Linked DNA regions of Mus musculus: all the other regions are linked to region 5. Evidence: chromatin contacts called from public Hi-C and HiChIP or PLAC-seq data. All regions are on one chromosome and are shown on one strand. Each heading gives the region's core, a stretch centred on a gene start, on an enhancer-like site or on the middle of the called end of the contact. The rest is flanking DNA. Distances are from core to core; before and after follow the strand shown.

Evidence for each region. Hi-C and Micro-C count contacts between places; a contact is called where the count stands out from the background. HiChIP or PLAC-seq counts read pairs in DNA pulled down with a chosen protein or histone mark.
Region 1: an H3K4me3 HiChIP or PLAC-seq map of neural tube shows a contact between it and region 5, with 4 times the contacts expected there. The contact joins the enhancer-like site here to the promoter of Irx2 in region 5. A contact is called at or near these places in 1 of 39 promoter capture datasets (trophoblast stem cells) and 3 of 115 datasets of contacts at active chromatin or transcription factors (craniofacial prominence, embryonic hindbrain and neural tube).
Region 2: an H3K4me3 HiChIP or PLAC-seq map of embryonic forebrain shows a contact between it and region 5, with 2.1 times the contacts expected there. The contact joins the enhancer-like site here to the promoter of Irx2 in region 5. A contact is called at or near these places in 1 of 484 Hi-C or Micro-C datasets (cortical neurons) and 5 of 115 datasets of contacts at active chromatin or transcription factors (embryonic forebrain, embryonic hindbrain, embryonic midbrain and 2 more).
Region 3: a contact with region 5 is called in an H3K4me3 HiChIP or PLAC-seq map of craniofacial prominence, with 3 times the contacts expected there. The contact joins the enhancer-like site here to the promoter of Irx2 in region 5. A contact is called at or near these places in 1 of 39 promoter capture datasets (the 3T3-L1 cell line), 10 of 115 datasets of contacts at active chromatin or transcription factors (bone marrow-derived macrophages, cardiomyocytes, craniofacial prominence and 6 more) and 1 of 9 other capture datasets (embryonic stem cells).
Region 4: an H3K4me3 HiChIP or PLAC-seq map of embryonic hindbrain shows a contact between it and region 5, with 2.5 times the contacts expected there. The contact joins the enhancer-like site here to the promoter of Irx2 in region 5. A contact is called at or near these places in 1 of 39 promoter capture datasets (hippocampal neurons), 1 of 484 Hi-C or Micro-C datasets (cerebellar granule neurons), 4 of 115 datasets of contacts at active chromatin or transcription factors (embryonic hindbrain, embryonic stem cells, neural tube and 1 more) and 1 of 9 other capture datasets (embryonic stem cells).
Region 6: an H3K4me3 HiChIP or PLAC-seq map of embryonic hindbrain shows a contact between it and region 5, with 3 times the contacts expected there. The contact joins the enhancer-like site here to the promoter of Irx2 in region 5. A contact is called at or near these places in 1 of 484 Hi-C or Micro-C datasets (uterus) and 5 of 115 datasets of contacts at active chromatin or transcription factors (the NIH/3T3 cell line, embryonic hindbrain, embryonic midbrain and 2 more).
Region 7: a contact with region 5 is called in a Hi-C map of embryonic stem cells, with 4 times the contacts expected there. The contact joins the enhancer-like site here to the promoter of Irx2 in region 5. A contact is called at or near these places in 1 of 39 promoter capture datasets (cranial neural crest), 11 of 484 Hi-C or Micro-C datasets (differentiating embryonic stem cells and embryonic stem cells), 8 of 115 datasets of contacts at active chromatin or transcription factors (embryonic hindbrain, embryonic midbrain, embryonic stem cells and 2 more) and 1 of 9 other capture datasets (embryonic stem cells).

Annotation. Positions count from the first base shown.
Region 1 is chr13:73,068,897-73,071,744 of GRCm38.p6, reverse strand. No RefSeq gene overlaps it. Among named protein-coding and RNA genes, the nearest start is that of Gm30154, 63 kb to the left of the region's middle. Within about 2 kb of position 1,329, at least 14 of the 459 cell types and tissues checked have an H3K27ac peak or open chromatin away from gene starts, as enhancers often do. A contact at or near this core is called in neural tube and trophoblast stem cells, where this site is marked.
Region 2 is chr13:73,116,173-73,118,872 of GRCm38.p6, reverse strand. No RefSeq gene overlaps it. Among named protein-coding and RNA genes, the nearest start is that of Gm30154, 15 kb to the left of the region's middle. Within about 2 kb of position 1,277, at least 35 of the 459 cell types and tissues checked have an H3K27ac peak or open chromatin away from gene starts, as enhancers often do. A contact at or near this core is called in cortical neurons and embryonic forebrain, where this site is marked.
Region 3 is chr13:72,132,930-72,135,825 of GRCm38.p6, reverse strand. No RefSeq gene overlaps it. Among named protein-coding and RNA genes, the nearest start is that of Irx1, 170 kb to the right of the region's middle. Within about 2 kb of position 1,530, at least 11 of the 459 cell types and tissues checked have an H3K27ac peak or open chromatin away from gene starts, as enhancers often do. A contact at or near this core is called in craniofacial prominence and neural tube, where this site is marked.
Region 4 is chr13:72,992,612-72,995,738 of GRCm38.p6, reverse strand. No RefSeq gene overlaps it. Among named protein-coding and RNA genes, the nearest start is that of Gm30049, 54 kb to the right of the region's middle. Within about 2 kb of position 1,793, at least 3 of the 459 cell types and tissues checked have an H3K27ac peak or open chromatin away from gene starts, as enhancers often do.
Region 5 is chr13:72,627,265-72,630,148 of GRCm38.p6, reverse strand. Irx2 (Iroquois homeobox 2) reads right to left here and starts at 1,329. Exons shown (of 5, transcript NM_010574.4): 1 at 836-1,329. The coding sequence starts at 1,087. It overlaps Gm20554 (predicted gene, 20554), which reads left to right and starts at 1,585. Exons shown (of 1, transcript NR_030701.1): 1 at 1,585-2,884.
Region 6 is chr13:73,017,947-73,020,738 of GRCm38.p6, reverse strand. No RefSeq gene overlaps it. Among named protein-coding and RNA genes, the nearest start is that of Gm30049, 80 kb to the right of the region's middle. Within about 2 kb of position 1,463, at least 1 of the 459 cell types and tissues checked has an H3K27ac peak or open chromatin away from gene starts, as enhancers often do.
Region 7 is chr13:72,252,487-72,255,204 of GRCm38.p6, reverse strand. No RefSeq gene overlaps it. Among named protein-coding and RNA genes, the nearest start is that of Gm41000, 280 kb to the left of the region's middle. Within about 2 kb of position 1,459, at least 5 of the 459 cell types and tissues checked have an H3K27ac peak or open chromatin away from gene starts, as enhancers often do. A contact at or near this core is called in embryonic stem cells, where this site is marked.

The DNA of each region.
Region 1 (2,848 bases), core at 80-2,579, 440 kb before region 5:
AAGGAGTGTATAGGTGGGGAGGCAGGCACAGAGCATGTGCCCTTCGCCGTGGGGCTATGCAGAGGCACTTCCTTTGAGACAGGCATACATAGACAGCGGAGCTGCTTTGGATTTGTGTTTTTCTTTACAGGTGTGCTGCAGGGTTTCCCTTTGTTTGGTTCAGGTAACAGTGAACATACACTTATGGGTCACAGAGTCAGTTTCTGAATGGGGGTGGGGGTGGTGGTGCGGGAATCATTTGTGACATCAGCTTCTGCCCAGACCCTGAGCCCCCTTTCACCCTGGCTAGCAGACTTGCCGATTGGAGCATTCCTAAGGTAGTGGCTTGAGACAGCCACATAGAATTGATGGGAAAGCCAGCTGGATTGGGTAGGACTCTGGAGGACTGCTCCCCGGCCAGCTTTCCTCAGACCCCTTCACCTGCTCCTTACAATCATGCTTCCATCAGTTTCTGCATCTGAAGAGCCCACAGGATCCTTCCTACCCTGCTCCCCCTCACACCTACCTTTCTGTGGTGTCGCCCCTATATGTTACCATGCCACTCTCTAGGCTTCTCATTGACACACCGACAGGAAATTATTACACGTCATTACATCGCTTCAAACACAATTTCCCAGCCGTTCAAACCGCTCTCAGCCAGAGTGCGGGAAATGGGAGCTGTCAGCTCCACTTAAGTACCCCTCTCACACTTTCTTCTGGACAATGGACAATTTAAGATTTCTCCTTCCAGGGGAAAATGTTGGAAATATGTAAAACTAGTTTAGCGGGTAATGCCAAGTGGGAAGGAAAATATCCCCTTCTAGCTTCCTTGCCATTGCTTGCTAGGTTTAACTGCTTTAACAATCTGTGCCCCAGGCCTCTCTCCACACATGCGTTCCGGGAAAATATGTGTTGAAGAGTCTAGGAGGGCTTTCCAGTTCTGGAAGGCACTGGCCATCCTCGGTGGTCTGTCCTGCCCAGACGAAGCAAATAAGTGGATGCCAAGCCTCCAGACCCGTCAGCCTTATTTCTCATCACTCACCAGCAGCAGCCTCCATTTTTCCCCCTAGCTGCCACTGTGCCTGTGTGACTCTATCATATAGCCATTTGTCTTGGGGTCTTGTCTGAAATAATTTGAACTGCCAAATCCCGAAATGAATAGGTTTTGTTAACACAAAAGGCTAAGGAACTGGTTGGAAATTTTAAAGAGCTCTCTGGCCCTAGTCTTAAGCGATCATATTGTTTGGCTCCCAGGCTTTCTTCTGTCACCGCGCTTCTGCCTCAGTGGGTGCAGGATGATGGATGGCCAGGCTGCTGGAGGCGGAGAGAAAGAGCGCTGGCTGGGTCTGGGAATTCGCTAAGTACTCTTGGGCGCTTCAACCTCATCATTGCGCACGGTGAGCCGGCCTCTGTGATTTATAAACTGGGGCGGTGATTAATGATCTTTTAAGTGGACAAGCCAGGGCAAAGCCTCACAAACAGGGCCACTCAGACATGACTACCACTTGTAGCTGAAGAATAACAGCCTTTGCTAGTGGATAATTGAGGCAGATCCGAGGAGCCCCCATCCATCAGTTCCAGAATCCTACTTTTGACACTGGTCTCTTGGCCGGGGCTTGTGGGCAGTGTCCTGAGCAAGCAGAGAGAAAGAGCATGTATGGGGAGGCAGTACTGTTATTGCTAAACCAGGGCCACTTGGGAGGCATGTTCAGAGCAGAGCACTTCGAGGGCCTCTGTCCTGCCTCTGCTAGAATTCCCATCAATGGGCACACCAGGCTGGGCAATGTGCCAGGACTTGCTTTTGCTTTTTCAACTCCTGGGCTACTTTGAGAACTCTTGTGTATAGGGATCCCTCTTGACTCCTGGGTGGCAAATGCAGGCACCCACACACAGGACTGGACTCAAGCCCCTCTATGTCTGGACAAGCCTCTTCCAGGCCCTCTCCCCAGATGTCTCCTCTTCAAGACACCTCTCAGGGGACTACAGCTACAGTGACGGGCAGCTCTGGAGATTCGCTCTGCCCAGTGGTTACAGCTTTGTCAAGTTAATCATTATAATTGGAGCTGGTGTTGCTGCAGCATTATAAATAAATGCAGGCACTGCAGCTCTGCGGGTGCAGGTGAGTGGGGAGCAATCAATATCGGGAAACCAACTTCTGCCAAGAAAAGAGTTCTCTGGTCTCCCCAGAGGGAGATTCCAAAACCATCCCAATCTATCCTGAGCCCCAGGGAGAAGGCACAGTGCTTCTGAGAAGGCAGGGGGTGGGAGTGCGGACAGGAGACCTCTCAGGTGGGTTTTCTGTATATCAGTTAAGAGTGCTTGCAAGAGGAGGAAAGCTTGTGTGATATTGTTGCCTCTTCAGAGGAAGCACAGCAAGTTACTTTTGTAGAAAGTGAGCCGGTGATACCCCTTTTGTAGAAAGTGAGCCGGTGCTACCCCTTTTGCAGAAGGCATGAATGAGAGTAGTGAGCTTCCTCAAAGTTTGTATTGCCTGGGGCTGGGAATATGGGTCAAAGCAGGGAACCCGGCAGGACAGAATCAGACTTGAGCAAGACCACAAGCCAGTGTTCCTTTCCCATTCTACCCAAGTAAACTTGCAGTTTTGCCATTTCCCCCCCACCCCCAATGGCATATATTCCTCGTTCCTCTTAATGTGTTTCTGGAGGGCATTTTCCTATTAGGTACTTTTGACCAGTTCACATCTCAACAACCCCTAGACGGTTTCACTTTCACTTTCATGGAATGGAGCGGCTGGGGAAAGAGAAGCCTGTGCACTGTCTGCACTCTGCTCATTGCTGCAAAGCTTCCTGCTTTTGAAGAATCTAAACCTTTGGGCTTCACGTCCTATTTTCCAGGCCAGCCATTTCTT
Region 2 (2,700 bases), core at 28-2,527, 490 kb before region 5:
TGTTGATGCTTACTGGAGCCTATCTGGAGGCCACTCAGTGTTCAGGGTGTGGATGATTCTAGATGTTCCTCGGGTAACACCTCCAAACCTGCACATGGAGTCTCCCCTTGCTGAGGAGCTTTGCCTTTGTGAATCATAAAGAACCAAACTTGACAGAGGCTTTTGTAATGGAGGGAGCTGTCACCTGTTAACCAGGGAGGGTCATCCACTCATTCCCGGAGACTGGATTCTGGGAGACAGGTGGAGCTGGGATGCTTCTATATCCTTGTTGAGAAGGGACTTGTCAGAGAAGACCAGCAACTCCCTCCTTGGTCTACTGGGTGAGTGACGCCCTCATGACAGCAGAATGGAAACCACGAAGTGCTGTGTGTGTGTGTGTGTGTGTGTGTGTGCGCGCGCGCACAAAAGGTGGGAGGAGGGAGTAGCAGGGACAGATGGGGAGCAGGAGGGGGAGGTTTGGACCTGTCAGCTACAGCCACAGGCTTTTGCTCCTGGGCTCCCAATAAAAAGCTTCCACCCCTGGAGACCTGGTGTATCCTTCACCACCCTGGAACTCTTATTCCTGCCACATTGTTCTTGCTTATCCTGGTGGTCCAGGCTGCCTCCATGGCTGAATTTATTTCTGGGCTTTTGAAGCTAGTCCTGGGCCAGTGGCCTTGAGAGCTGGGACTGCCACACTGGACTACAGTGTTTCTTCTACTCTGTCTGACTGACTGTCCGTCTGTGCTTCTTCCTTCACCAGCCCTGGAGCTCTGACAGGATTGAGAATTGCTGTACAAGGAGGGATCTGTTTTCTTATTCACTTGCTTATTTATGTGTTTTATATATTAAATAAAAACCTTAAAAATAAAATGTCAGGAGCAATGAGGGCTAACCAATGGCAAGGACAGGCAGCCTGTCCCCTTCTGGGTGGTGGCCGGCTGGGCATCGATCCTCAGCCTCATAATGTAGTCTAATAACGGCTCTATTACTGCCGCCCGCCAATTGGCCCAGGCGCCCTCCAAATGAGCCACAAAGAAGCCAGCTTGTCAATATTAATTCCGCCCCGGAGATGACTTGTTACCGGAGAGCAAAGGTGTTCTGGCTGGGGCTGAACAACTTAACTCCTTGTCTCATAAAATTTAAGCTGCTATTGATCGCCTTCTTCTATTGTGTGAAAGATTAAACATGCGTGCTTGCATGCACACACAGGCACAAGCGCACACACACACTGGCACACTCGGGAGGCGGCGCCCACACAGGCGCCCGCCTAGATCAGGCAGGCTCAGCCCTGTCTCCCCACCTACCCTGCATCATTCAGCAACTCGAAGCAAATTAAATCAATGAATTCATCCCAGCAGATGGCCACTTTAACACTCAGTTAGCCTTTAGATAATTGAGCGTTGACTCCGGAATCATAAAATGGATGGCTCGTTTGTACGTTTTACTGAAATAGATCGCCGAGGTTAAATAAATGAAATCCCATTTGTCAGGCAGTAATAAATGGGTTCCCCTTCTGCAAACAGCTCTGTTTGGCCTAATAAATACAGGGACGTTACAGCGCTCCTCCCGCGATGGGGTTACGGCTTAATGAAATGGTCTTCCCTCTGCTTGTTTTTGCCTCCTCCTGCACCGTGTGATAAGTAGCAAACCAACGAAGCTTGTAATTACAATCTTACAGAAACCCGGCCAATCTGTATATAAATCTCACCCTCCAATTACAAGATGTAATAATTTTGCAGTCAAGCTGGTAATGAGGTCTAATACTCATGCCTGCGATAATCCCCGCTGGATGCTGACTCTATCAGATGTTAGCTTTGTAATTATACTGGCAGAAAATCATTATTTCATGTTCAGCAGAAAAATGAGGTTGGTGGGAAGTTAATTTTCTCTATGCTCTGTGAAGCATAGACAAAATTTTAATGATTTAATCATTATGGTTATCCCTTTTGCAATTGACCCGCGTTACTTGTGTAGAAACACTGGCATGCTTAAAAGTCCCTGTTACCCAGTAAAGCTCGCCAGGTATGCAGCTTTTAATGTAAGAATAACTGTACACAATTAAACTATTACCCTGCCAACAGGCAGGGCTCATTCCACCTTCGGTTTTCATTACTTATGTGTGCCATTCATGGAAATGTTTGTGTCTTGCCCACACAATGACATATGGCTAATTTATATGAAAAAATGAATTGTGCTTTTCTGATGAGGTCAGCCCTAACAAAACAGCATCACCAAAAAACAACCCAAACAGATGAAACCTGAGGGTGGGTTTAGAAAGGCAGCTACTGTGTCTCTGGTAAGAAATAAGAACAAAAAAAAATGGAAGAAGTGGCATCAGCAACCTACTGTGGGGACAAAAATTGACTTCTCAAATAGGAGACTAATATTTTTGACAGCATTGGTGGGTTATTTACAAGCAATGTACTTTTAAATACAGTTAAGTCATCTGCTAAGCATGATTTTCTCTTCATATGTTTTGGTGACTCTTTAGGGGATACCTCCAGACAAGCACACTGCACAAAAAGCGACACAGTCCTTACCCTCATGCATTGTCTTTGTGAGGCGGTGTCTCATAGCAGGCTCCGGACAGAGTGTGCCACTTTCAGGCCTGGGTTCTGTGGTCAAGCTAGCTTTGTTTTGAAAGTTCAAAGCATGTTAGAAGAGTGTCTCTGGTCAGTGAGTGTTGCTAAGTTAGCCTCTGCTGTGTTCTGCAGCCTT
Region 3 (2,896 bases), core at 281-2,780, 490 kb after region 5:
TGACTGTAGCAACTCAGTAATATAAACCAAGAAGGTACTAAGACAAATGACCAAGGAAGTGAGTGAAGAGTCAGACTACCTGCGTGGCCAGCCCTCTTTACTGCTTAGGAAAAACAAGGCAGAATCCCTTGCCATATCCCAACTGGCACTAAAAAAGCATCATGAGCATCATTGAGGGTTCATGCCCAGGAGACAGTGCTGAGTACCCATGCCCCTCTCCAAGCAGAAACGTGTGTTAACAGGCACTATTTCTGCAGGGGCAGACTGGAGGTAGCTCCATCAGTGGCTACACACCTCATACCTATCAAGCAAGAGCAAGCATCTTGTGTTTCACTTTAAAAGAATTGACCAGGCAGTCTCTAAATGCATCTGCTGAAGGCTGGGTACCAGGCTAGGACCCTGTGAGGCTGAGAGCTTTGTGTAGCAGAAATGATGCAGGGAAAAGTGATGTGTGGCTGGATGAGCCCTCTCCACGTGTAGTGTGTAACTCAATACTTCATGATCTTCTTGCATGAAAACTCACGAAGAAGAAAAGGAGGAGTATAGGCATTCACTTTGTTCCTCCTGGGCCATGAGCAGAGCCAATGCCCCCACAATGGCAGAAAGTGCATGCAGCTCCAAGTCCCAGACTATTCTGAGCCTGAGACGAGTCCAAAGCCACATTGCCTGCATCTTCTGATGTACACCTTCCAAAGGACCAGGTCCTCTCCATTCCCAGCATCCCATTGTCCACCTGATTGGAGTTAAATGACTGGACTGCCAGGGCTGGGACTCACTGTAATATCACGCAATTGGAAAAAGAATAAGGCATCATGGGGCATAAATGCATGTATTCACACTTGCCACAGGTCTAAGGATATTACCAACTTCAGTTAAGTTATGGACAGGGAGACCCAACTGCAACAACTATTCCAAAAACACCTAGTGTTGAGCCAGTATTGAAGCCAGTACTCAAGCACAGGCCTTGGCTGGAAGCCTTTCATACCTTAGGGCTAGGGGACTAGTACACTGATTTATGGCCAGTGAAAATAGTGGCCAGTGCTCAAGATATATATACAAGGGTGGAGAAGGCATGAGAGTAACGGGGTAGAGAGGGGAGTGAACAAGCCAACCCACAGGCATGTGTCAGGAGTGTGTGGTGGGGAAAAGAGGTGTTGAGTCCCTACTTCGATACTCTCATTCCTCAGCGAGTCCTTCCTCCATGTGTGCAGCGGACCTAGGCTTCATCAGTGGAACCTGTGATCACCATTGCTATTTTCGGCTCTTGGCTTCAGTGGGAGGGTAGCAAGCTAATCAAGGTCAAAGTTATCATGCTGGGGCCAGCATCAGAAGTCATGCTATCTATCTGGAAGAAGAGCTCTCCTTTCCCTGTCTGCTGACAGCTAGCAGAGCCATTTCCTTCCCTGTAGGAGCTTCCAGACTGGTACTTTCCTGTTTGACTTTTAGAGGCAAGGTCAGAGAGATCAAGTTCCCAGTAATGGATACAGGGATCTGTTTTCTCACTGCAGGATCGTGAGCCCTCAGCAGTTTGAAGTGCGGCCTGCTAAGCACTTGTTGTCCTAAGTGGCACAGATGCTGAACAGCCGAACATCATGTAAGGCACAAGGAAGGGTGCAGCCAGATGCCTCCCCCCAGGTCTCCTAGATTGCCTGAAATGTGATCCTGCTGGGCCCTGTGTGATGTGGGTAGAATTCCTCCAGCTCAGAGCAGGGACACAGGATGACCACATGAAACTCTAATTAGAGTACATCTGGGGAGATAAGCACCCCATTTGTAGTGGAGGAAGCGGTTCACAAATCCAAATAAAGGGGGTATGAAAAAATACATCATCTGTCCAAAATAGGAACAGGCGTGGCGAAGTGGGGAGAGAGACATGGTGTCAGAGCTCTTGGTTTGGGTCTCCCCTAATGGACAGCTAGCAACTCTCCTGGAATGCTCAGTACTAGGGGCCCACAAACACTTGACAGCTGAGTGAGAGGAGGGTTCAGGCAGATGGATGCGGACTCTGAATGTGCTTCTGTTGTGGCTAGACTACCAATCAGGACAAAGTGTACGGGGGATGATGTTCAGAAATGGACAAACTGAGAGGGATTCATCCCAAAGATCTCTTTCATTCCTACGAGAATCTGAGCCCTTTGTAAGTAAGAAATAGCATCACTGTACTAAGCCAAAATTGGATATAATTGATTCTATAATTAACAGGCTGCTCAGGGGCTCCCTGAACAACCTATGAAGCATCTATGGAACCGCACTCCCGTCCTTTCCACCTGACTCCTTGGCTTTTCGCTTTCCAAGAGTAATTGCCTGTGCAATTACTGGGAGGGAAGACCCTGTTTAGTGCCTCACACATTTCTTCCCTCGTAGCCCAAACTGAGGGACACTTCTAGTGAATTCAGGAAGCACCCCCAAAGTTGGTCCATGGGACTGGAGTTACAGCCCTGAAAGCACACTGCCGACTCCAGTGTTCTCGGCTTCACCAAGAGCAGTGGCCACAGCCAGCCTGGAAGCATGTTCCATGTCTTGCTTTTCCCATTCTGCTCCTCCTCCTCCAGCCTCCACACACGGGCTGCTATGCTTCATCTGTGACATGTCCCTCCTCTTCCTCCCCTTCAGGCCTCCTTGCTCTCAGATTTTTACCCTTGTTCCTAAACTTCAGCCAAGAAGGACCTCTGCCACCATGGAGCCAGTACCAAAGCATGGAGTGTCTGCCTCCCAACCTTAGAGCCAATGTGTGCAAGTTAGTCATGGGATTTTCTGGGGCTGAGGGTGATGAAGGCTTGCTTGTTGAAGCAAGCTGCCCCTGTTTCCTTATTGCCCTGGCACATGGAATCTGTGGGTTCAGGGAAGGCTCAAGATGGCTACCACAGACTTGCTATAGGCTCTCCTGGAGTTTCCA
Region 4 (3,127 bases), core at 544-3,043, 370 kb before region 5:
GGATAGAAGTGGGGGAGAGGTGGGGATCACACATGGTCTCAACACTAGAGAAGAATTAGAGGCAACTAAGGAAATCTGAGAATGATATAAATAATTTTTCCCAGGAAGAGCACATTGACTGGTTACCCAACACTCAATGATTAACCCTTGAAAACACACACACACACACACACACACACACACACACAGAGAGAGAGAGAGAGAGAGAGAGAGAGAGAGAGAGATTGAGAGAGAGAGAGAGAGACAGCACTAGACAAACTAAACAGGTTAAAGGAGCCATGAATTTAAAAGACAGTAGGAGAGGAGTCTCTGGGAGGGTTTAAAAGGAGGAAAGGGAAGGGGGGAAATGATGTGATTATAATATGTTCTCAAAACAAGAAAAGAAATTAAAGTAGGCTCTACATAGATTATATCAAATCTAGATCAGGAGTTTTAGCCTGAGGAGTTTTAACAGGAGCCAGGAAAGTGGGATCTTGTGACAGGAAAGGGGCTGGTGGAGGGGGAGTGTATGAGGCTTCTGGAGTTGAGATGAGTTGGACTTCCTGCAATCCACTTAGGGAAGCCTCGGCAGTTAGCGCTCAACAGAACTTTGAGGCCAGTCTCTGTTTTCAGAGAAGGATGGTCTGAGGCACACTGACCACAAATGGCTGAGCCTTCTGTGTGCTCAGGCAAATGTCTGTTCTCACAGTTGGGAAGCATCTGTAGCCCCTCCTCTAATCTGTAGCCCCTCCTCTAATCTGTAGCCCCTCCTCTAATCTGTAGCCCCTCCTCTAATCATCTCTTCTGAAGTGCATGGCCTCCCTCATCTCAAACACAGCCCTCAAGAAGAGCATCTCTGCTCACAGCATCTTTCTTCTCCAGTTGATGCTGGGTAGATGTATCCAATTTACAGGTGAAGAGAGTACTCTGAGAGATGATGAGTGTGTCTGAATGTAAGAAGTCAGGGTATAAACTGGGGTTTGATGCCAGAGCTATGCCTTCTCTATTCTGAGAAGCCACAAGGAGGAACCAACACCCACCCACAGGCTGTTTTAGTGTGTTTCAAAGAGGCCCTGGATATGCTACCAGAATCCACACAGGAGTACTTAAAATTTGATAGAAAACAAACTAAAAACTAATTCTTCCCAGGAGGAACACAACTGTGATTCCTGTTCACATTTGTTTTAATGGACTGAGAAGGTGGCAGTGTAATCAATGGAGAGGGAAACAGAATCAGTCTCCCAGGATGAAAGGACCTGGGAGTCCCTGCCCCCTGCCCCATGGCCTTGATGTAAGGAGAGAGAGCTTGGTTGGGGGACAGATAACAGGGAAGCCAGTCATCTCTGGGTGACTCTGTCATTTTCAAAGCTGCCCCTGGAGAGAGAGAACTGGCTGGGTCTGAGGGTCCCATGTCTCTTAGATTCCACCCAACCCTGGGAATGTCGGAAGGGTTGAGGGATGACTGTTCAGGCACGTAACAAGAGGCTGCCCATGAAAGCACACTCAGTTCTGATCTCCCCTCTGCACTGAGGACAGTCCCCACTGGCTAGTGCTGACTTGCACAGTTCTACATTCCACAGAAGCACCTCTGAGGTAAGGACAATCTCCCGGTGTGTGTCTGCAGACCTCTGGTCCTCATGTGTGGATGCGATAGAGCCCTGTTAAACACAGGATCCAAGATGCTGCTAACTTACAACATGGAATTAACTTCAAATTCATTCAGTCTCCCAGCTTGTGTGGCTTACTCCAGGGCATACAGCCATTCAAGCTGATCATATTCCTGAAGGACCCCCTGATGCCAGGAATCTTGGGTCTCAGGAGAGCAGAGAATCAAGGCTGTGTGGAAGAGACATGAAGCCCACACCCCTCAGAGGCTCTATAGGGAATCTATATTTTGTCTGCTTTCTTCTTGAACCTATTTGCATTTTAAATAATTAAAACATTAAAACTGAAAAATTTATAAATGAGTGTTGCTAAGAGAATCCTGCCTGGCAGACAATAGAAAAGGAATTTTTACCCCACTAGGGTTATGCTAATGTCTTATTTGTCAGTCTCCCTGAGGGGTATCTGCTGGCACAGCTGCCCCTGCAGTTTCTGGGTGCACAAGTGGGTTCACGAAGAAGCACGCAACCCGGTGGACATAGCTGCTTTCCACAATCATTCTCCACACAGACACAAAGACACAGCCACCTGCATGACTGTCAGGCTTGAACCTCTCTCAACTGGTGATGGTTTGGGGACCTATTCTGGGGTGTGTGTGACCACATTATAGGGCTCACACCAACAAAATCCTGTTCTTAGGATCTTCCAGGTTCCTCATTCCCCTCCCACCAGCACACATTTTAAAGTTCAGTTGTGTGTATGTGTGTGTGTGTGTGGGGGGGGGGGGTGACAGGCGCTTGGTCCAGCGTGGTGGCTCTGCCTGGTTGTAACAAGCGTCGGGACATTAGGAGCCACAAAAGCCGGGTTGGCCGGATCATCAATCACCAGGCTGACAGTTGCCTTCAGTTTGTTTGTTCCACTCTGCATAATAAGTGATTGGATCAGGTTTAATTAGATATTGGGTGATCAATCATTGCCAACAAGGCCACTCAGCTTGGGATCTTGATGCTGCAAGGAGAAAGGAAAGAAAAAAAAAGAACTGAAAATCTCATCTCGTGTGCATAAATACTCAGGCCCATGAGCACACACCGTGGTGTGTGACGAGAGAGGTATAGAGATGTCTGCAAGACGCAGGGAAGAGAATAATTCACATCTGTGCCACTGCTTGCCAGACAGTACCGCTGACATTTTACTTTCGCTGCATAATTACTTTTCAATATAATATAATATGCAGACCTGAGGGTGGAGGAGAAGCAATTAGATTACATAGTGAGCCTTCTTCCTGTCCCCAGAACTGACCAGAAACTGACCTTCAGAGAAGAATCACACATGTTGAGGCTCAGACCATGCATGGGGTCACAGGTTTGGGGCCCACTATCTGCAGCAGAGACCTCTGCAGACCCCAGCATACGTCTTGGCTATCTACTGAGGCTTTCAGGTAGTAGTGGCGTCCAGCTTCCGTGTACCTAAGCAGCTTAGTAGAGCTACAGAATTAATTGACCTCCGTGGAGAGGGTTATTTGTTTATTTATTTATTTAGAGTCTCA
Region 5 (2,884 bases), core at 80-2,579:
CCAATTTGCAACTCAGAAGCCAGTCAGCGTTTCCAATTCTTCAACTACGTAGTAATTAGCATTTTAATTCATCCTTTAACGTTTAACTAGGAGAGGTTTGTAACCTTTTCCCAAGGCCTGGTTCCTACCCAGGGAATTCCACCTAGAGCAAACCCCCTCCGCCCATACACAATGTCTTCACACACCCCAAAACTGCCAAGACCCGCTCTGGCGGGGCCTGTTTTCAGAACTCAGAGATGCTCAGACAGATCCCGGATCTACGGAGCTGGAACCCATAGGCCTACTACGAACTCTGGCAGCACTTAGCGGGTCCCAAACCCGTTAACACATTATTTTTTTTTCCCTGAAAGCCGGGTCAGCGAGACAGAAAACGGCCAACACTAAAGAGCTTCGGCCTGGGTCTAGGGCGAGAGCCACAGGCTCAGCCTATCCCCACCCCACCCCCCCCCCACCCGCATCCCCACCCCCCCACCCCGTGACCCCGCCGCCACCAGTCTGGCCAAGAAACCCAAAGCTTGCGGCATTGGCCCTAGAGGCCTGGGCAGCCGGGGCCCTCAGCTTGGAACCACGCGGAGAGCAGTGGACAGATTTCGCAGCCCCAGCAATCGGCACGCGCGGATTAGAGATTACTCTTGGCCCAGGCACGGGTGGAGTAGCACTTCGCACGAGCTCAAGGGAAATCAGCCTACGAGCTCTGCAGGTCAGTCCCGTCCCTTGTTTAGTGCGGCAACGGGTGCTGGTGACTTTGGAGCTGCCACCCGCAACGCGTCCCCAGCGCTCAGCTCAACTCACTCCCTGGTCCGGGTCTCCCCAGCCCCCACCCCAAAGCAGTTACCACGTAGGACGGGAAGCCGGCAGCCGCGGCGGCGGCGGCGTCCGCCGAGTACTGCAGCGGGCTGCCGAAGCCGGTTGCCGCCTGCGCTGTGAAGGCCGCCGAGCCGGGGTACGGGCTGAACGCGGAGCCCGACGCCGAACGCGCCAGCTCCTCGCTGCGCGGCGCCGCCAGCGCGGACGCGCCGTACGCGGGGCACGAGTAGAGCGCCAGCGAGCCGGGCGCTTGGTACAGGTAGCCCTGCGGGTAGGACATGGTGGGCGCGGGGCGCGGGGCCCGCGTCACACGGAGCAGCGGGCAGCGCGCGCGGCGCCCTCCATCCACGCCCGGCCGGGGCGCACCGAGGCCGCGGGCCGGAGCAGGCTGGGCTGGTGGGCGCTAGGCTGGGCGCGGGGCTGGAGGATCGGCGGGGCGGCGGTAGCGGCAGCGCGGAGCCGGTGGGCGCAGCCGCGCGCCAGGCCGGCGGTCGGGATTTGGGGGAGTCTGCAGTCAGGAGTGAGGAGTTGAGGAAGGAGCGCTCGAGTTTCCGAGGGACATTGGAACGCCGAGCTGTCCGTCACACTCTCATCTGCATATTCTGGTGCCCGCCCCTCCCCTGCTCCGCCCGCCGCCGAGGCCCCGCTGAGGCCGGGGGAGGGGCAGAGAGCGGAGGGGTGGGAAGTGGAGGGGAAGGCGGAGGAGTGGCAGCCAGAGGCTGGAGGGAGGGACGTGCAGGCTTTTGTCGCGCAGCGGCCTCTCTCCACTCCCGCCCCGGCCCGCAGCCTGCAGCGGTGAAGCCCAGCCTGGCCAAACTGGGCGTAGCGCTCACCCCCTCCCACTGGCACATCCTCTCAGCCACGTCCGCGCACCCCGCCGCCGACTCCCGCCTTGGCCCAGCCACCTTTCTCCTTCCCGGGGCCCCATCCGGGCACTGCCGGCGCTCTTGCTCGCCTAGCACTGGTCAGCAAAGGCCTCCTGCAGTCGGGCCAGGTCCGATCCACCTGGAGAACATACGGATCGGGCACCCCTCATCACCCTGAAGATAGCAGCCCAGGTCGCATGCGGTGTCCAGGGCAGACACCGCAGGGAGATGGAGGGCAGTGTGGAGACACCTGCAGAGTTGCCTGGGCATCCCACTTCTACAGTCCTCTGTCCGCCTGTACTCCAGGCTGAGGCTGCCCGTGTGGCTTCCCGTCCGGTCTCCTGCTCCTGGTGCCTGGGCTGCCAAGCATCTACCCGGAATCTGAGCGTTTCGGTTTGAAGCTGTGGGAGGCCCCGTGGTGAGGCTTCTGTCCAAGTCCACAGAGAAGATTTCAGGCCGTGTTAGGAACATCATGTCCGTTAACGTCTGGAACACGCCAGTGAGTGACTCGCTTCAACAAACGCCACTCTGGTCCAAAAAGAGTTTTTGTTTTCTTTTGTTAAGTTGAATGCCTGTTCGAAATTGGGGGAGAGGTTCCTGTCAGGAGAGCTGACTTGACTTTGCTAGAGTATCCACTGCCACTTCCCGAAAGGACATGGGCCAGCTTGTGAAGTGTCGCAGTCGTGAGGTGGTTCAGGTAACCTGAGGTCCAGGAGTTGACTCGCGGGTCCCTTGAGCCCTTAGGTCCCAGCCCCTAAACTTTCTCGACCATACCTGCTCCCTTTCCCCAAGTGAGGGGAGTCGATGGCCAGGATGGGCACTAGTACGCTGGATGTAAAGGAGCGTCAATGGGGGGCGCTTGGGATTCGTAGGGGTCAGGTGTGAGCTGGCCCGGGAGGGGGCGCCCGCCCAACAGGTGTCTCCTTGAAGCTTGCTAGGTAGAGCACGAGGACTCTGAAACCTGGCGCGCGGGCCTGAGCTTCCATTTTATTCTCGGTGGGCTCTGAAGCTAGTAGAGGGCGGCAGAGTTCTCCTGCCTGTGAGCGCCTGGCTTCTGCTTAGGCCTGGATCGTGGCGCTCCAGCTCCTGCAGCAGCCAGATCCGTGACACCGAATGAATGCTGTAGTCAGCCAGGCTGCTTTTTGTCTTGTCCAGGTCCCAGGGAACCAGGGATCAATTGTAGTGATGGACTGGAGACAATTTTTCCCGGG
Region 6 (2,792 bases), core at 214-2,713, 390 kb before region 5:
CAATTTCACATGCTTTTCTTCCATGGTGTTTTAGGCTCCACAGAGGAAGTCACGTGACCTCTCTCAGGACGACTGTGAATGGGCACAGTCAGAAGTCCAAGTGATGTGGGTTAGCACCGTGTCTTAGAAAAGCCGGTGCCTTTGATCATAAGTGACTCAGCTGGGCTGTGGTGGGATGATTTATCCCTTTGGCAGAGAGAAGAACATAATAAGATTTATCTGGTCATTGGCATAATGTATTTTAGCATTGCTGGAATTGTAGGAATGTGTGTGTGTGTGTGTGTGTGTGTGGTTTGAGCACCATAATGAATTGTCATTTTAGAATCAATCCAGGGGATGGAGCAGGGACTGAGCTGTAGCTGTTCTTAGCTTCTGGCAGCTCTTGGAGCACCCACCAGTCCAATCTTACTCCCAGATTTGGCTCCTTGTGTTTTATGAGTGGAGTTTAGAATTGCAAAGTAGCAAACCCAGGCAGCCTTTCTGCACTCCTGGCCCATTGTCCTTCCTACAGAAGCTGCTGTGAAATTGACCAAGGTGACCTTGGATTCTGTTTCCTACCCCTCACCCTACTTGTTGAGGGAAAGAACTAGGGGAAAGTACTAGGAGAAACATGCATTCTCAGACATGGCCTCTGATGAGAGAGGCTTGGCTGGGTTCTGGGAAGCACAGATGAACAAGTGGAAAGTTGTGTTGTTCCAGGGGTGCCTTCTGGACTCTGGGATCTGAGGGCAGATGGCTAAGACTCAGCACTCCACAGCACTTAGGGCTTCAGTGAACTCTGTAGTCACCTATCTCCTAGGTCCTGCTTCTCCTGAAGTGGGGCATGTATGCCAGAATGTCTTATTCTTCTTGACACTCATAAATGCTGTTGATTTACATATCTGTACCTGAACACCTAAAAAGCTGGGTAGACATGAGAGTCTATGCTTGTTAAGATGCTAAAGGAAGAGTCCATTCCAGCACCTCCTGTGATGGTCAGCTGAGGGCATATGCATAGGAAAGCCCAGGCCTCACCTACCACTCTCTACATGTCCTCACTCTAAGGGTTACCCATAGAGCACCCACACTTTGACTTCACTCTTAGTCTCTGCCTCAGGACCTCATAGCCTCTCTCTGTGCAAGGTGAACTTTTTTAGTGGATGCATGGCCTGTCGATCCACATCATGTCAGATGCCTATGAGTTTGAAGATGTCCATTCTCTAGATCCTTTTGCTCTTCTCCTCACCTGTGCGTTGGATGCGTCTTAATGTGACTGTTAATTCACGCGGCTGGATGTGAGGCTGCTCCAAGTTCCAGCAAGGGAGGCCTCTGGCAAGGAGACCATGACAGTTTCTGTCCCATGTGCTCAGCCTTGCTCTGGCGGGACCGTTGAACCTCAGGAAGGGTCCTGTTAGACAAAGTGTGGAGTGACTCGCAGTCAGTGCTGCTGACAAGCTTCGCTCTGCCCGGTCTTTGGTGAACAGAACACTGGGCTTCTCCTTTGTCTGACTGTTTGCCTTTCAGCTGTTCTTATTGTTTTGCTTGTCTGTGTGGAGACTGCAGTTACGGAAGAGCAAAGTCTGAACAAAGCCTCATGCTCTAAAATGTTTTAATGCATCTGAGCCTCGTAACACTCCTGGGTCAGCAGCATGGTACACAGTGCTGCTGGATGTTACCCCCTGGTCCCAGGGTGGACTGGGGATAAGAAAGAGTATGGTGACAGCATGTCCTAGCTGACTTGTCATTCCAATGTCTGTGCTATGTTAAGTCAGTCTCAGTTTTTATTTTCCCTCTATTTACCCATTTTGTATTATGTGATACCACTAATTATGCAGTGGAGACTGAATTCTTCTTTGTGCCATAGTGAGTGCCAGTCACTTTTGTTTTCCTTAGTAGGCATTTAACTTGACTGAGTTCAGCTCAGTCCACTTGCTTCTGATAGTTCCCACCCTTCCTTTCCTCCTCCCCACCTCCTCTCTCCCCTCTTTCCTCCACCCCAACTTTTCCTTTCATGCTTTCTTTTGTATGTAAATACGAGGTAGTTCTCCTGTCATGCTTTCTGTTACATGTTAAGTATTAGGTAGTTCTCAAAGTCCAAAGGATCAAAGAACTGGTGTCCATATAGAATGCTAACAGAAAATCTAGTCGATGATTCTGTTGGGAGTCTTAGGTCATTGGACGCATGCTCTTGATGTGCAATGTGGAACTCAAGTCCCATTTCTTTCCTACAGTCCCAGTCACTAGGTGAGTGGGTCTCCTCTGCTGCATGCCCTCTGTAACCACGCCATGATTTGGCAGCCACCTGATCACAAAATCCAAAACCTACAGGCCGGAATGAACCTTTCCCCTTTTAAACTTGATTGCCTCAGGTAATTTTTAAAAATATAGTCATAGGTATGGAACTAATGTCCTTGCCCAGAGCTTAAAGAATCACTATTGAGGTATATACGGACTGTACCTGGGCTTGTACTGGCTAGTGTTTGTCAATTTGACACAGGCTACGCTTATCAGAATGCATGAAACCTCAGCTGAGAAAATGCCTCCATAAAATTGGACTATACATGAGCCTGAAGGGCATTTTCTTAATTGATGATTGATGAGGGAGGACCCAGCTCTTTGTGGATGCCTTTCCTGGACTGGGTTCTATAAGAAAGCAGGCTGAGAAAGCCACGAGGAGCAAGCCACTAAGCAGCACCCTTCCATGGCTTCAGCTCCGGCCATCAGTTCCTGCCCTGCCTGAGTTCCTGCTCTGACTTCTTTCAGTGATGAACAGCAATGTGGAGCTGTAAGCTGAATAAACCCCAATTCATTTT
Region 7 (2,718 bases), core at 210-2,709, 380 kb after region 5:
TAGGCAATTGCAATTAATGTTGGTTACCCACCTGAACTGAATAGGAAATGCTTATTATTAAAAATACCGTGTATTTGCTATTGATACAGAGACAGACAGATTGATCAATGAAATTGAATTAAAGATCCAGAAATAAACACACTAAACACACATACCTACATACACTTCATTTTGACAAAGAAGCCAAAACCATATAATGGAAAAATGATGCTGGTCTAACTGATTGAATGTCTACATGTAGAAGAATGCAAATAGATCCATATTTATTACCCTGCACAAAACTCAAGTCTAAGGGAATAACGAACCTCAACAAAAAACCCCAAATATACTAAATTTAATAGAAGAGAGAGTGAAAAATAGCCTTGAACACATTGGCAAAAGAAACAATTGATCCTTCGCACTCAACATAGTTACTGTGGCCCTTGTGTATCATGAATGCCCCCTCCTCACTCTTATGTCTGATAAAACTCTTAGGTAAGTGCAAATAGCTCCCAGATTTTCAGAAGTATAGGGCAGGCAAATGAACTGTTAGGTCAGGCTGGAAGTTCTGTCTAGGGCTGAGGAGAGGGCCACAGTTTTTGTTCTAGAATCTGGCCTCTCTGCTGCTATTCCCTTGTTTTTGCGATGAAAAGGCTGATTTTCTTCTTGAACTCATCTTCCTCCTACAACTGTCCCATTCTTATAGAAAGAGTTGTCACCACATTGTGTTTCCATGATACTGAATTTGGAAGAGTCCTGTTTTGGAGACCACAAGGTTTTGGGGTTCCTAATATACTTAGTCTATGCCTAGCAGATCCAGACCTTGACCTGATGGGACTTTTAATCAAGGCTTCAGGGAAGTTTCCAGTCACTGCAACACAGAACATGCTCCCTTCACAGAAATTACTGACTTTTGATAACTTTGAATCACTATTAAGGTTTCACATACTCCATCATTACCAGCACTATTGGATACATATTTATCCCAAACTCCTGGTGCCAAGATAGCAAAGGAAATGATTTATAATCCAGCCATGGAGTATAACTCTGTTGGCACATTGCTCAGAGCATCAGGTTTCCATAGAACCAGAAGTTCTGAAGTGCCATTGGAGTGTCCACTGAGCTCATCCTCAGAACAAAATCTCTTAAGAGTTATCCTTTCATGCTTCTACATGAGTAAGTAGCTAGTTTCATGCATGTTTGCCATTATTTCAACAACAGAGCCTATAGACCAACCCTACATATTTGGGAAATACATTCTTGATGTTACAGACTAGCTCCAGGCTTTTCAGTTAGTTGTTTTGAAAGAGTAGTAAACTCAGTGCTCCAAGGTATGCTAATCATAAAACAGATAGCGACATTCCTCCACCCACCCGCTTCCTGGGTTCAAGGAGTGTTCATTCAAAGAAAGTCACCCTGACCCACCCTGACCATTGCTGGAACCTGCAATGCAAATGTGCTATCGTTAGGGGCTCTTAGAAACTGTCTTGAGAGTTAACAATTACCAGGTGTTGTGTCCGGCCAGCAGACCACAACTTGGGTTCTAGCCTGGAAAGGCATTTTGGAAACCTGGAAGAAAAGAGGGGCTAGGTGGCGAGAGAAAGAAATGTAGCCAAGACAGTTATTTTGATCAAAGCTCAAATTTTATTGTTGCGACACTAGTTATGAAGGAAGGGGGAGGGGACCCGATTCCCGCCGAATAATCTCTGGTCCAGTAAAAAGGTGAGCACGTGTGTGGCTCCAAACAACAAAGCGACAGGTTCCAGCAGTGGGCGTGGCAGAACGAATGAGCAGGAAGCTCCACCCCTGAGCAAGCAGGTTTCAGGCTGGGGGAGGGGAGACTACAACAGACCTCAGAATCTCAGCACGGGCAGCAGTGACTTCTGTACATAGACATCCAGTGGTGCAAGGAATAGAGGAGACAGAGAGAATTTTTTGCACCTTATCCCGAACTTGCTCGGGGTAAACGTTTAGAACCCTTTGGCATAATTGCTTTTCCTGGACATAGAATGATTTTCAGAGCCAGAAGCAGATGCATAATTTGAGACACCACAGCAGAATTCAAAGGCCAGAGCCCCCTTTAAGGATTCTGGGAGTATTTTAAGATGGTAACTGGATGTGGTGGCTCTGGTCTATGATTTCAGTACTTGAGAGGCTGAGGGTAACTTGGATTGCATATTGAGCTTGAAATTGGCCTGTGTTACAGAGTAAGATATTAGCTCAAGAGAAAACACAAAGAAAATCCATCAAACAATAATCTTAGATGGAGCCCTGTTGATGAAAAAATGACATAGACTACAGGAGAGCTAATTGGTGTGACTTAGACCTTGGTTTCCTTTTAACATCAAGCCTGTCTGGGTGACTTGGAGATGCCCCATTCCCAAGTGTAGCCCATGATCCCGGCTTCCAAATCTTGCTGTCTGAGGTCTCCCATTCATTCATGGTGTCCCTGATGAGACATCATTGACTTAGTAGGAGGACACTAACTGAGGGGTCATGGCAGAAGCCTAAATGCAACCATGTAGGTTTGTTCATCTATAGTAAGACATATGCTCCACATGTATTTTAGCCTTTCAGGTATTTGTAAGAACAACACCACACAGCTTGTAAGCTGGTAAGCTGACATCATAGAGTCCACCAATGCTGATAATGTGTCAAGCAACCATGGGACTGTCAAAAGCAAAATAAAGAATGAAAAAGAAGAATTTATTAGAACTATTGGTCTGTACACTAATTTTA